2 separate regions of the Rattus norvegicus genome follow, and region 2 is linked to region 1. A link is a contact called in public Hi-C data. All regions are on one chromosome and are shown on one strand. Each heading gives the region's core, a stretch centred on a gene start, on an enhancer-like site or on the middle of the called end of the contact. The rest is flanking DNA. Distances are from core to core; before and after follow the strand shown. Region 1 overlaps Sec22b (SEC22 homolog B, vesicle trafficking protein). Region 2 holds the start of Reg4 (regenerating family member 4).

Region 1 (6,606 bases), core at 2,739-5,238:
TTTCACAGACATTAATTAATTGACATCTCTTTGTCGGTAACATTTGTGATCTGGAACCTTTTCCAGATGAGGCTCAGCAGACGCCCTGCTAGTATTCAGCAGAATCCATTGGTCCCTGGAGTCAAAAAAAAAAAAGAGCTGTAGTAATGTATGTAGAAGGAGCAGAAAAATATGGGCAGGAAACAGTTTCTGAAAGAAGTCATCTTAAGTAAGGGAAAACATATTTGAATAAAGTATATTTCAGGACAGTAAAAAGATTAGCATTTTTAAACTGTTTTCTTCTTTTGTAACATTGATCTCTACCTGGTTTTCTTTCTAAATGCGTGTTTATAGCTCATCCATTTTGCATGTAATGCACAATCTTTTGCATTTCAGCAACCTCAAATTACCCTTCTTAAGTGCTGGGTTGTGTTTCTTTATTCAAAGGTATTACCTCTGCAGAACTGCAAGTTCCACAAAGACCAGAGTCCTGGGTGCTTAGATTCTTACTGTCCTCTGGCACATCTCATCTGTTGTGTTGGGAATCTGCCCCATGACTCTAAGGAGAGTCTTGTCTTTGTACACTATGTATTTCAAAAGGTTCCTCTACACAGGGATGCTCTTAAACGTTACTTGTCTCAGTCTGGGAGTGGTGGTGCAGCTGTACTCTGGCAGGAGGCCTGCAAATCAGGGATAACCTTAGCTGCACAGCAGTGCCCCGGCCTTCGGCAAGCAAATCACAACTTAGTCCAAATCGCCCGTTTATTCTTAACAAACGGAGTCATTCAGCATTGCAGAGTTCTAATTGAATAAGAAATGGGTTTGATTGAAATTTAGGAAGGATCTTAAGACAGACAAAGATTCCTCTGGAGGAAAAAGAAAGTATGCACTGGAGATGTAAATTCTGGCTTCTCAAATGGGCGGTCATGGCAGATGTTTACTGAGCACTGGCTGTATGCCCTGTTATACGTACTCGGGATTCACCAGTAAACATATCAGTAAAACCCCTGTCCAGCTGGACGTCATTATGTTAAACAAAAAATGAGCCAGACTCAGAAAGACAAACACTGGATATTTGCTCTCACATGTGTCAAGAAAGCAGTACCCCGGATGGCGCTGCAAAAGCAGCGGGAGAAATTTAAAAAGATGGGGAGAGGGGAAGGAAGTTAATGGAAGCCCTGTGCCAGCAGAACAGAAAGGGCACTGATGAGGGACTGGGCGATGAGAGTGGGGAGGGAGGACGTTGAAATATGAATAGTATGATGATACACATATCTAGAGGGATAATGCAATTCATTACTTTGTATAAAGTCAAAAATTAAACTAAAGTGGGAGGAAAAGACCCCTGAGCAGTTGATAGCTTCTGGTAGACGGCCCAGAGGGACAGCTGGGGGCACCGTCATGGTGCCTTCTCCTCAAACACTCTTGTGATTCCTAGTGTCAGTTGATAATTGAGTACCTCTTGCGCTTATATTAAGTAATACCACGTTTCTCAATCAGAACCGGTTGGTTAAGTAACTGTACATATTCCAAAGCTGTTGCACGTAGCTTTTGCTACCCCGCCTTAACTCTGGGAACAGCCCCCGCCAGCTTCCTTTGAATCCCAAATGAAAGACACACACACTTGTTCCACTTCATCTTGTCCCTTTGGCACCCTTGCTGGGCACTGCTGTCTGCCGCCTGGAAGAGCGCGCCCTTACCAGTACTCTTAGCTCCGCACCTCTCCACCTGCCCTCAACTTCAGTTGCTCAGTTAGATCTGGTCCCAGCCAAACATCCCTGACCACCCGCCTGCAGGATTAGGAAACAGATTGAAAATTTGGAAGCAGTGAAAAGGAGAATTCTTGGTGTCAGTTGGAATGTTTGTTTTCATAGTTAAGCTATGTGGACGACAACACATCACAAATATTGGGGCAGTCTTTGTGGAAATGCTAAGACTTAACTTACTAGACATTTGTGGGGTTTTGGGGTTTCTATAGAACCTGTGACTATATTTTAATCACAGTTTAGCTTTCATATGTGTTGAAATGCTCAATCTAATAGCTTTGATTTTGTAACAGTCTTTACTCTGTGAAGAATCTTGGAATTAGCAATCACCATGAAAGTATAACTTAGCACTCGGTGTCAGATTAATTGAGCATTTCTGGTTACCTAGTCTTCTTGCATGTGATTTAGACCACTTAGCGTGTAGATAGGGTAATTAAGGGTAGAGAGATGGATCGTAGGTTAAGCGTGCTTGCCGCTCTTGCCGAGAACCCAAATTTGTTTACCAGCACCCACATCTAGTGGCTCACAGTTGTCTGTAACTTTAACACCCCAAGATCCAACGCCCTCTTCTCACTTCTAGGGCATCCTGTACACATAAATAAAAATAAGTAGATCTTTCTTTAAAAAAATGAAACCACAGACAGTTATCAGGTAGTGCTGAGCACTCACTCTGCGTGCCTCGCATGCTCAGGCCCTCCGCCGCACTGAGGCGGGAGAGCTGCTGTTACTAACCTGCTGACACCATCACTCTAAACAGTCGGTGTGCCTACTCAGATTTGGTAACACAATTATTTTATTATTAAACATAGTTTAAACTCCATGGCTTATTTATTCCACCAGTCATGTTCGTTATTTTTATGCCTTAATGTTTTGATAAACTACTTGAGGTCTAATTAAAGTTTCCCGTTTTTATCTTTTCAGCATTGGATTCGAAGGCTAACAATTTGTCCAGTCTATCTAAGAAATACCGCCAGGATGCGAAGTACCTGAACATGCGTTCCACCTACGCCAAGCTTGCAGCAGTAGCCGTGTTCTTCATCATGCTGATAGTGTATGTGCGGTTTTGGTGGCTGTGAGATAGTGAAGCCTCGTCACTAGTAAGGGAGAACCTAGAACCCAGCAGGTGTATGTTTTCAGGAAACTGAGCTCACAGGGCTGTGTGTTAGAACCCAAGTGGAACTTCTGCCTCTAAAGACCTTGCAAGAAAAGACCTGTCCTGAAATGAAAGATGGCGCCTCGTTTAAGGAAGCTTGACCCATGTGGATGTCTCCGGGGCAGAGACCTTCTCTGGGTGCTAAGCCATATGTATTAGGGAACAGTAGGTTGTCTGTTTTGTTTCTTCCCTCCCCAGTACATTTGTGAGACAGCAGAGATGGGGCGGTCTCTCTGATGGAGCCATCAGTGAGATTTAAGGTAGCCAACCCATTCTAGCAGCATCCTGAAATTCTGTCAGAGTTTCCCTTTGGGGAGTCCTAACCTTAATCGACATTCCTTTGTTGGTTACATGTGTGATTAACTTTCAAGTAAGACTCAAAGTATGTGAAGGTTAATTGCTTCGGTGCACAGGTCCTGTGTGTTGGCCGCTGTAGGAAGTTAACTTTTGTTTTTTGTTTTTTTTTCTTTTATATTTTGCTTATTGCACAGTTGCTTTGGAATTAAATCAATTATATTAATATGCCTTGAAATTATATAGTATTGCTTGACTAAAAGGATGAATTTTTTTCTGTCATTTATTCTTTGTTGTTTGTTTTTCTTTTCTTTTTTTGTTTTGTTGAGACAGGGTCTCTTTAGTCTCGGTTGTCCTGGAACTCATGTAGACCAGGCTGGCCTTGAACTTACAGAGGTCCACCTTCCTCGTCGTTCACTCTAACTCTCTCGGGACATTGTTATTTGGGGCTGTTTGGGCTCTGTAGAGTTAGTGTGGCACAGGGTGGTCAGAGGCCCTGCCTTCGGGGAAGAAAGGCCCAGCTTAGACCTCGGCTTTGCCCTGCCCCTTCCTCCCACTCTGTCTGTGCATTCCCATTTCTTGGCTTTCTTTACAACATAACTTGCTTAAACTCATGGTCTCCTGTCCCACAGATAGCCTGTAGGATTTTCACAGACTGCGAGTGTGGTGGTACTGAGCAGGGTAGTTAGTTAGATTTCTTATCTCTGCAGATCAGCTACCCAAACACAAATGCTCACAAAGCTTATGGAGAACATCTCTGAGAGCCAGCCTCATTCCTGAGTCAGCTTATGTAAATTCTGCAGGAATGTTTTAGAGACAGATGGCTCGTGGACAGTGTGACTCCTATAACCAATGAGAGTACATCAGACTTCTTTCCCTTTTTGCTCAGGGATAATGGAGATTTCACCTTTCCCCTTCTGAGGTAGAATTTTTTAAGTGGGAAGAATAGGCCTTTTGGTTATTATCACAAGGGGCTACAATATAACCTATAAGACCTGCACATACTGCAAACATTTCTTTAAATTGTACTGGAAAATGAGCCAACTTCTTACTTAACATCTTTGGAAAGACTTTTGGTAAGCAGTTTTCTAACCCTAGGGATCATCACTGCTGCCCTGTTCCGGGGGGGACAACAGTCTCACTTCCTTATGAGAACCTGGGGGGAAGCTTACTGTATTCCTAATAAGTACAGAACTAGAATAAACGTTCTTCTATTATGAACATAAATCTACCCGTTAGAGTTTTGTGCATGAAATACAAAATGACTTTTTATAGAGAATAACTGCTTTTAAGTCTTTAAAAGGCTTGCTCCGTAAACAATGATGTTGGCAACAGAAACCTTGTAAGACTGCAAACCCTGAGTCGTTGCACCGTAGTGCAAACCTGAGTCGTTGCACCGTAGCGCTTGGTGCCTCTCTGAGAAGGGCGGTGGCAGCTCACTGTCGGGAGTTGCATGCTGCAACTTAGTGGTCAGCGATGAAATAAATGCTTGTAGAACGTTTCCTTCAGTGTGAAGTTTTGTCGTCGAGTTAACTTTTGTCCACATAGACTCTTCTCACCGCATTCTACCTCATCTCAGGGGGCACTGAACTCGGGGAGGGGAAATTGGTGAACAGAGGAACAAGAATGTGGTAAAGGCCGGGGCAGTGGACAAAGGGAAGACACGATGGGCCTCTGGTATGTGTTCTAAGTAGCTGGTATAGGAAACTGAGCAGGGAAACAAGTGGAAAGTATAGCAGTGTGTGGCTGCAGTGAAGGCTTGTTTCCAGAGAAGTGGATTAGCATTCCAGACAAGGATGTGGCATGCGAAGGACATGTAGAAAGAGCTGGCACGCTTGGTTCGTCTGAGCTCAGGGTAAGCAGACAGGAGAACTAGACTGGCATTGCTTCACCTGCTGAGGGGTTGCCCTACACAAAAAGACATATTAGAAGTGTGGAAGTGGAATTGAGCCATAGGGGAGGGGGCAGTAAACAGACCAGTTTCAAGAAAGGTGATCAGAGGTTCCAGATAAGAGGAACTTACTCAAGTATGCTGCCAGCACTCTACAAACAAAGAGATTTGCTCTGAGGTACAAAAGAGTCTCAAACATGGTCCAAAGTCACAGAGCAAAAGGATATCGGAATCAAGATTTGAGCCAGACAGTTTGGCTTCAGGGTTTGGTTTTGACGTTTTAATTTTTCAGGTAAGTATATGAACTGATGGATTTCATCATGGCATCTGCATACATGAATCGCTGTAATTTGTTGTCTCTTGTTCCTCTCCCTTGGGGTGTGTTTTTGTGTACCACCAACCCATCAAATAAAATAAGGACTACAAAGTGTATTTTGAGTTTAGCATGTTTAGAAAGTCATTGTAGAGAGCTGAGCACACAGGCACGATCACTGCAGGTGCAGGATTGACCCACTGCAGGGGAGACCCATTCCTGCCCTCTAGAGCAGCTGTCTTGGTCATTGTGACGCTGAACTTCATTGCCTGTTTTACTAAAATGCCTCATGGTGTCATGTTTTAGAAGTATTTGACACATTGACGCATGCCTGGTTATTTTAATGTCTAACAATGGTTCCTGAGCTTCCCGAGAACTCTTTGTAAAACAGGTGAACGTGTCTTTACTCCAGGAAAGATGTGTCCCATCCATCTCTGGCCAGGCAGGGCCACAGCACTGTTCATGAAATCATGGTGGGCCGTGGTCTTTCAGTTCACTCTAGGTGCATAACACAGAACTCAAAAGTTAGGTGCCCAGAGTCCTTGAAAGCTGCAGTGAGTAGGAGGAGATCTACAGTCTGAACCTTACTCTTCAAAAGCTACTGTGCGCATGAAACAGCCCTGTCAGATATTTTCTTAAATATTCAGAGATCTGGTTCTGGTGAAATAACTTTTATTTTCAGTTTTAGTTACTTAATCACGTCTAAGGAGTTCAAAAATATTTGTAAGTTTTCTTCAAATGCAAGAAACAAAGTAGATGAACCAGGCCAGCAGTTTGGCTTAGTGAGTAAAAACGCTCACCACTAAGACTGCCAACGTGAGTTCAGTCCCTGGACTCTCAAAGTGCAAGGAGTGAGGAGGGACTCCCACATGTCTTCTGACTACACACGTGCAGTGGCACATACATACACATACAATAAACAAATATTTACAAAAATTTACAAAGTTGATACTTTCTGTGCGCATAGGATTTAATAAGACACACAGTAAAACCCTTCACAATTTCGTGAGGCTCAGCAGGATGCAGGAGGTCAGGGCTGTAGAGATGATGCTGTGTGGTAATTGCTTATTAGCCCACCAGACGCCAACTACCCTATGTGATGACGGCTGGTTTTGTATGACTTGGAGGTTGACTAAGCAAGTTGAATCCTCCATCACTCACTGACTGGGTCTCTAGGTGTGGACAAAACATCCCCCCGGTTCTTCCTCAT
Region 2 (6,606 bases), core at 2,953-5,452, 300 kb after region 1:
ATTCAGGATGATCTTTTCTATTCCACCCATTTGCCTGAAAATTTATGATGTCATTGTTTTTAATGACTAAGTAACATTCCATTGTGTAAATGTACCACATTTTCTGCATCTATTTTTCAGCTGAGGGACATCTAGGTTGTTTCCAGTTTCTATAGCCAGTGCTCTTAAAGGCTGAGTCACCTCTCCAGTTCTATCCAGATGGAAATGTAACATCAGATTTTCATTATCAAGAGTTCTGATAATACGACACTCAAATATTTGTGTGCATGTATTGGGCGGGGGCTGGTGTGTGTGTGTGTGTGTGTGTGTGTGTGTGTGTGTGTGTGTGTGTGACGGTCACGTGCTGATGTGGAGGTCAGAGGTCCTGGTCAGCTGTTGTTCTCAATGATATTCCACCTGACTTTTCTGAGAGCCCTAGCTGGCCAGTGAGCCCCTGAGATCCCACTTGTCTACACCGCCCCTGTGGGTGAACTGAGCTCAGCTTCTCATGGTGTGAAGTGACCACTTTATCCACTGAGTCGTGGTCACAGCCTTTAAATGATTGTTTTCTAATAAAGTCAGAATACTGCAAATCTTTCCAAATGTCATTATAATTACTCATTAATAATTACTAATTACCCTCAACACTTATTCCTTTAGTATAGCAAAGTATTTGTTTATGGATTTTTTGTCTTGTTTTGTTTTCTGTTTTTGTTGTTTTGTTAAAGACATAATTTAATAGTAATTTCAACAATTCTATGATTCCTTTGAAGTTCTTGTCATTATCTTGTATTTACCCTTATGACTGTCTGGCCAGGGTTAGGGTTTTACATGGACAACCAATTCCCTTTATATTTTAAAGGTTACTTTCTAACACTGCCTTCCTTTATTTCTCTATCTAGACGTTACTTTAACTCTTACACTCTTTTGGTTTTTTTGTTACTTATTTTCTTCTCTCTCTTTTTTAATTAAAACAGATGTCTTAGAGTTTTATTGTTGTGAAGAGACACATTGACCAAGGCAACTCTTACGAAAACAAACATTTAATGGAGGCTGGCTTATAGTTTTAGAGGTTCAGTCCATTATCATTATGGTGAGAAACACTGCATTATGCAGGATGACTTTGTGCTGGAGGAGCCAAGAGTTCTAAAATTTGATCCAAAGGCAGCCAGGAGGAGACTGTCTTCTGCAGATAGCCAGGAGGAGGGTCTCTTATGCCCTGGGTGGAGCTTAAGCATGGGACTTAAAGCCCACCCCTACAGTGATGGACTTCCTCCAACAAGGCCACACCTCTTAATTGTGCCACTTCCCATGGGCCAAGCATACTCAAACCACCACAATAGAATCACATCATTTTCCCACTGCCTTTCCATCCTCCAACCCCCTCTTATACCTTCCCTTATGCTCTCTTGAAATCATGGCCTTTTTCTTTTTTTTCAGTCGAGGTTGCTAGTGTGTGTGTGTGTGTGTGTGTGTGTGTGTGTGTGTGTGTGTACAACTAGTTCAGTCTATCTAGTGTTACTTGTTTGTTACGTACAAGTAACAGGTAATCATGACTGACCATTTGGTATCGGATAACCAATTAGGGTCCTGATTCTTGGGAAGGATTATGTGTCTATGTACCACATGTGTGAAGTACATGTGTGAAGTACACAAAGAGACAGGCAGAAGGTGTCACATATCCGGACCCTGAAGTTGCAGGCAGTTGTGACTCTCTCTGTAAGTGCTGAGAATTGAACCCAGGTCTTGCACAAGAGCAGTCAGTGACTTTAATAGCCAAGACTTCTCTCCAGTGCTCCACCCTGATTCTTGACAAGTACTTGTGACTGATTTGCACATTTTAGGTTTCACACCTTCTGAATTTCACATATGATGCATTGATCAGCAGAGTTCCTTTTATATCACGATTTCTTGGTAGTAAAAGAAGCTTTAAATCCAGGCATCTTTCTGAGCCCTCATAGTCTCTGGTTTCGAAGCAGAGCCTCATGCAGCCCAGGCTGGTCTAGAACTCACTTTGTAGCTGAGGCTGACCTAGGACTTATTATAAACCTATCTACAAATTCAGTTTTGCATCAGCCTCTGAGTTCTGAGATTCTGCGTGTGTACCACTCTCCATGTCAGGTGAAGTTCCCTTTTATCTTTATGTCTCAACATTATATGTGGTTTCTATCAGTGCTTTAGCTTGGTGCTGAGCAATGGCGGTCCTCCTGAGAGACCTCTCATAGTCTAGGCATAGTCTCATCTGTTCTGACAATCCTTTCGTTGTCTGAAGTCTTGGAACAATGGCATCGAGGTCAGAGCAGGGTCATGGTGGTCTGGCACCTACTTACAATATTTTGCAAGACCTTTTCTGTGTTCCTGCTGGGTCAGGTCTTTGGGCCGTGGAAGGCTCCGAGTTGGTTCTCTATCACACAGTGTGGCAGTGACTTTCCCATCCAGTTCTGAAGGGAAAAGGTACTGAGTATTAAACTGGGTAAGATCACCTAGTGATACCCTCCTTCGTATACAGATCAGGAGACTGTGGCTCCAAGAGGTTCAACAAGTCCCTGGTGTTTGATAGGGAGAGAGGAACAGAACTCAAGCCCCAATCAGGAGGGTGGGAGCCAGATTGCCTGCCTCTCTCGAGTGTCATCAGAGGGTAGGTGGTGCTGGGGAAGTAAGCTGGGAAGATATTGGTTTCTCAGATCCTGGTTAAATTTATGCACAGGTGGGAAGACCCAATGACAGAGGCAGAGCAGCATCTAGAAAACAACACTAGGCTTGGAGCAGGGAGCCCTGACTTCCTTAGTCAGTTACAGCAGCCACAGCTCTTCTCTGGAGTGAGCTGAGCATCCTCATGGCTGCTTTCAGACACAAGGGACCTCACAGAGCCTTTTCTACAATATGCTATGAGCAATGTCTGATGCCCACAGCACAAATCAATCCCTTACCCTCTGCACAGACAAGCAAGCCTTGATGTCCTTTTTAAGTAGCTTGATTTTTCAAAACGATTATGAATTCAGCAAACAAGCCCAGATTAGACTGAGGCCGGGGTTCTCTGTATACCGCTGACAAGCCTTGAGAACAGGGCAGGCCACTGCTCTCTTGGTATTGGATTTCTTTGATTTTCCTTTTTAAGGCTTATTTATTCTTTTTTTAAAATTATGTGTAGGGGTGTGTGTCTGTGTGGGAGTGTGCAGATGGGTGCAGAGGCCTTTTGCAGACCAGACTCATCAGATCCTCTGGAGCTGGAGTTCCAGATGGTTGTGAGCTGCCTGGCATGGGTGCTAAGAACTGAGCCAGGGGGCTGGAGAGATGGCTCAGTGCTTAAGAGCACTGACTGAGGTCTTGATTTTAATTCCCAGCAACCACATGGTGGCTCACAACCATCTGAATGGGATCTGATGCCCTCTTCTGGTGTGGCTGAAGACAGCTGCAGTATACTATTATAAATAAAATAAATAAATCTTAAAAAAGAAAAAGGACTAATCCAGGTGTCTGGAAGAGCAGCCAGGTGTTCTTGTTCTTAACCACTCAGCCATCCCTCTAGTCCCCAGCACTGGGCTTCTTAACTGTGCCTGGGAGAAGCCTGCCCTGTGTTGCCCACAGGTCTTCAGTTAGCCTCTCCTGTGATGATCTCAGAAAGAATTGCTATAAACTATTCTATCACTGTAAGCTATTTTTCCCGAATTTGCCTATGTTAAAACCTGATTTCAGTACCTTCAGTTCCACAGGAGAAAGACAAAGGGGGAGGGGGAGGCTCCTCGGTGCATGCTGGGAGGTGGGGATAACATGCGCTTCGGGGACATGGGTTTATGTGGCCATCGGTTGTGACCTAAATTCAAATCTTTTCTGCAAGGATAGAAATCTAGCATCTTTCCGGAGAGGAGAGGATGGTAGAGGTCATCTACAACACAAAGAGATAAAAAGGAGAGGAAAAACAGAACCAAGCGACGGTGAGGACATCGGACAGCAAATGGCAGTTTGCAGACGACAGGATTCTGTGGATTTTAATAACGTGGACATAAAAGAAGATTTTGTTTGCACACAGGGAGGGGTTCTGCTCTTGCTTTGACAAAGCTCAATGTGGGTCCATTCTAAAGTTATCACTCGATAACTTTAGTGCTTTTTTACTATCGATAAGGTTAATTACTGGTAAACAGCACTATTGCTTCATGATTTCAACAGGTCATTACGGCTTCAGGCAAGAAGGTATAAGAGCTGCAGGAATCTCGCCTGGGACCACTCAAGCTGAAGAAGGCAGGGTTCTCGGAGTCTTGGTTCCAATCAGGTAATCTTCCCTGTAGCGCTGACAGAGGGCTTTCTATGAACGCCTGTTAACTCTTTGCTACCTAGTGGGTCAGAAACGACAAGTCCGTCGCTCTGGCTGGGGAGTTTGTGACAGTAATGTTTGATTTAAATTGTTTATTTTTCCAAATTCATCAATATTAATTGTTGTGCAGGTACGCATGCGTGTATGTGTGCGTGCATGCATGCGCCCTTGCGTGCGTGAAGAGTAGACATTAAGGAACAGCTTTGTGGAGTTGGTGTTTGCTTCCCATCTTTACATGGGTCCCAGGGATGGAACTAGGTCACCAGGCTTGCACAGCAAGCCCCCTTTACCCTCTGAACCCTTTGCTCAGCCCTGGGTTGTGTATTTTCTTTCCGCTCTATTGAAAGAGAGTTAGTTGGCTTTGGCCGCCAGTAGTGCTGGGTTCTGTGGTGGCTGTGGAACTGGTCGCTGTGAAACTTAGGGAAGGTTGATGACCTCCTGAGGGCATTTGCCCTCCTGAGCCATCAGTATTTGAGATTTTATTATTTTTTTTAATCATAGAGCATTGTTAAATAAGAACTCAATAAATTTGTCATTTATCATAGTTATTTTTTTAAGACTACTATTGCTTCGAACTTTGATAAGCATGGCTAAGAATGGCAGGCCTGTGAGTGGCTATGCTAACCTTATACCATAGTAGTAGCTTCTGTTCCTCACAGAAATTCCAACGATTGTAAGGAGAGCATGTGTAGGACAAAGGCAGTTTTAAAAACGGAGCATCACTTCTGTAAAGAGGCCGCTAAGAGATCCAACGAGGCCCAGAGCTCAGCACTTGTTGGCAAACGGGCAGGGACTACGTCGAGGAGGCAGAAAGAAGTAGAGCTTTTGGGGGTCCTGTTGGACACCCAAAATTGTAGGGGTACAATTGTCTGTCTCCCCTCAGAATGGAAAAAAACATAAATGAGAGAAAAATATGAACTGAGACACACCATTAGTGACTTCGCTGGGAGGCTTAAATATACAAAAAAACAGCCTCACAAATCATCAAAAAGAAGAGAACCCAACAAATAGAAAAATGTACAAAGCTATAAACTGATAAATCACAAGAGAAATGTTAAAAAGTATATAATTTTTACTTATATAACTTATAAGTAGATAAAAATTATATCGTTTGTGCTCCACTTCATTGGTAGCTTTTAGATAGGGGCAAAAACGTTCTTTTTAAAAACTGAGTCCACAGCACTTTTTGACAAACTTGAGCATCATGGGATAGGAGGGCAATGGTGTTGAGGTCTACCAAAGGAGTGGGCAGCTAAGTCTTCAGAAGACAGCGGGCTTACTCTGCGAATGCAGCAGGACACATGAGTTCATACCAAACGGAAAAGCAACCAGACAAAGAGCTGCTGCTGCGGCTGCAAGAGCGCTCTCTGCGGCCAGTCTGTGTCCGAGAAGTGGCCTGGTACAAGACAGGGTAATCTGGTTTGTGTAAGACAATACCTCAGTACCTAGGATGCTGTCTGCAGGCGCCTGCCCCAAACTGCTTATCTCTGGGAGATGGATCACTTCATATCTCCTGGTCTGTGTTGATGTTTGAATGATTTTTAAGTTTTTTGATAATGAAAAGAGAGACTAGCAAAGCTTCTTTCTTTTTTCTTTAAGTGATATAAACAAGGCTAAGAGTCAGATTTGGTGAACAGCTGGTGTGTGAGCTAATGACGCCCAGTCGTTGTAATGATGCCCACTTTCTAATCTATAACTGTATTTGGGCCATCTGTTTACCTTCAATGTTAAAAAATTATCTCAGTGCTGGAACCACTTCATTTCATTTTCTGGACTTCAGAAGGCCTAGTATCACCTGGGAGGAAATGTGCCCAGGTCGCCCTCTGCTGACGGCCCTGGAGATAGCCAGGAATTCTGGGTAGTTCGGGAACTCTCTGACCACTCAGGACTTCTCCGACTGCTCTGGCATTGGTCTAGAAGGGTTTGCAGGGAAAAGTAAAATCCCATAGTGTCAGTAATCCTTACACTAAACTTAAGATTGAAAACTTTGCTGTAAAACGTTAATCTACCTGAAAATAGTTTGATGTGGTAGCTAAGTTCCAGTATCCTTCTCGTTGGTTCAAATTGCAGGTCTAGGAGAATCCAGGGGGGAAAAAGGAAAAAGAAAAAGCTGGAATAGGCCGCAAGGACCTTGAAATCAAAGCGTCGAAGTATTGTCTCCATCAAAAGAGGAAGATGGCTTCCAAATGCGTGAGGCTACTCCTTCTGCTGAGCTGGGTAGCTGGCCCTGAAGTCCTGAGTGGTAAGTTCAGTCAGTTATTGGAAGGCAGCCACAGGCGGTGAGCACACAGCACACACAGTATGCTGTCCACTCA

Evidence for each region. Hi-C and Micro-C count contacts between places; a contact is called where the count stands out from the background.
Region 2: a Hi-C map of prefrontal cortex shows a contact between it and region 1, with 8 times the contacts expected there. The contact joins the promoter of Reg4 here to the enhancer-like site in region 1. A contact is called at or near these places in 11 of 12 Hi-C or Micro-C datasets (the Rat2 cell line, Schwann cells, frontal cortex and 6 more) and 1 of 1 datasets of contacts at active chromatin or transcription factors (oligodendrocytes).

Annotation. Positions count from the first base shown.
Region 1 is chr2:188,206,088-188,212,693 of GRCr8, forward strand. It overlaps Sec22b (SEC22 homolog B, vesicle trafficking protein), which reads left to right. Exons shown (of 5, transcript NM_001025686.1): 5 at 2,667-3,478. The coding sequence ends at 2,821. LOC134485662 (a long non-coding RNA gene) reads right to left here. Exons shown (of 2, transcript XR_010063892.1): 2 at 3,731-6,606. Among named protein-coding and RNA genes, the nearest start is that of Sec22b, 21 kb to the left of the region's middle. Within about 2 kb of position 3,989, at least 9 of the 93 cell types and tissues checked have an H3K27ac peak or open chromatin away from gene starts, as enhancers often do. A contact at or near this core is called in prefrontal cortex, where this site is marked.
Region 2 is chr2:188,503,482-188,510,087 of GRCr8, forward strand. It overlaps Reg4 (regenerating family member 4), which reads left to right and starts at 4,203. Exons shown (of 6, transcript NM_001004096.2): 1 at 4,203-4,249; 2 at 6,362-6,533. The coding sequence starts at 6,467.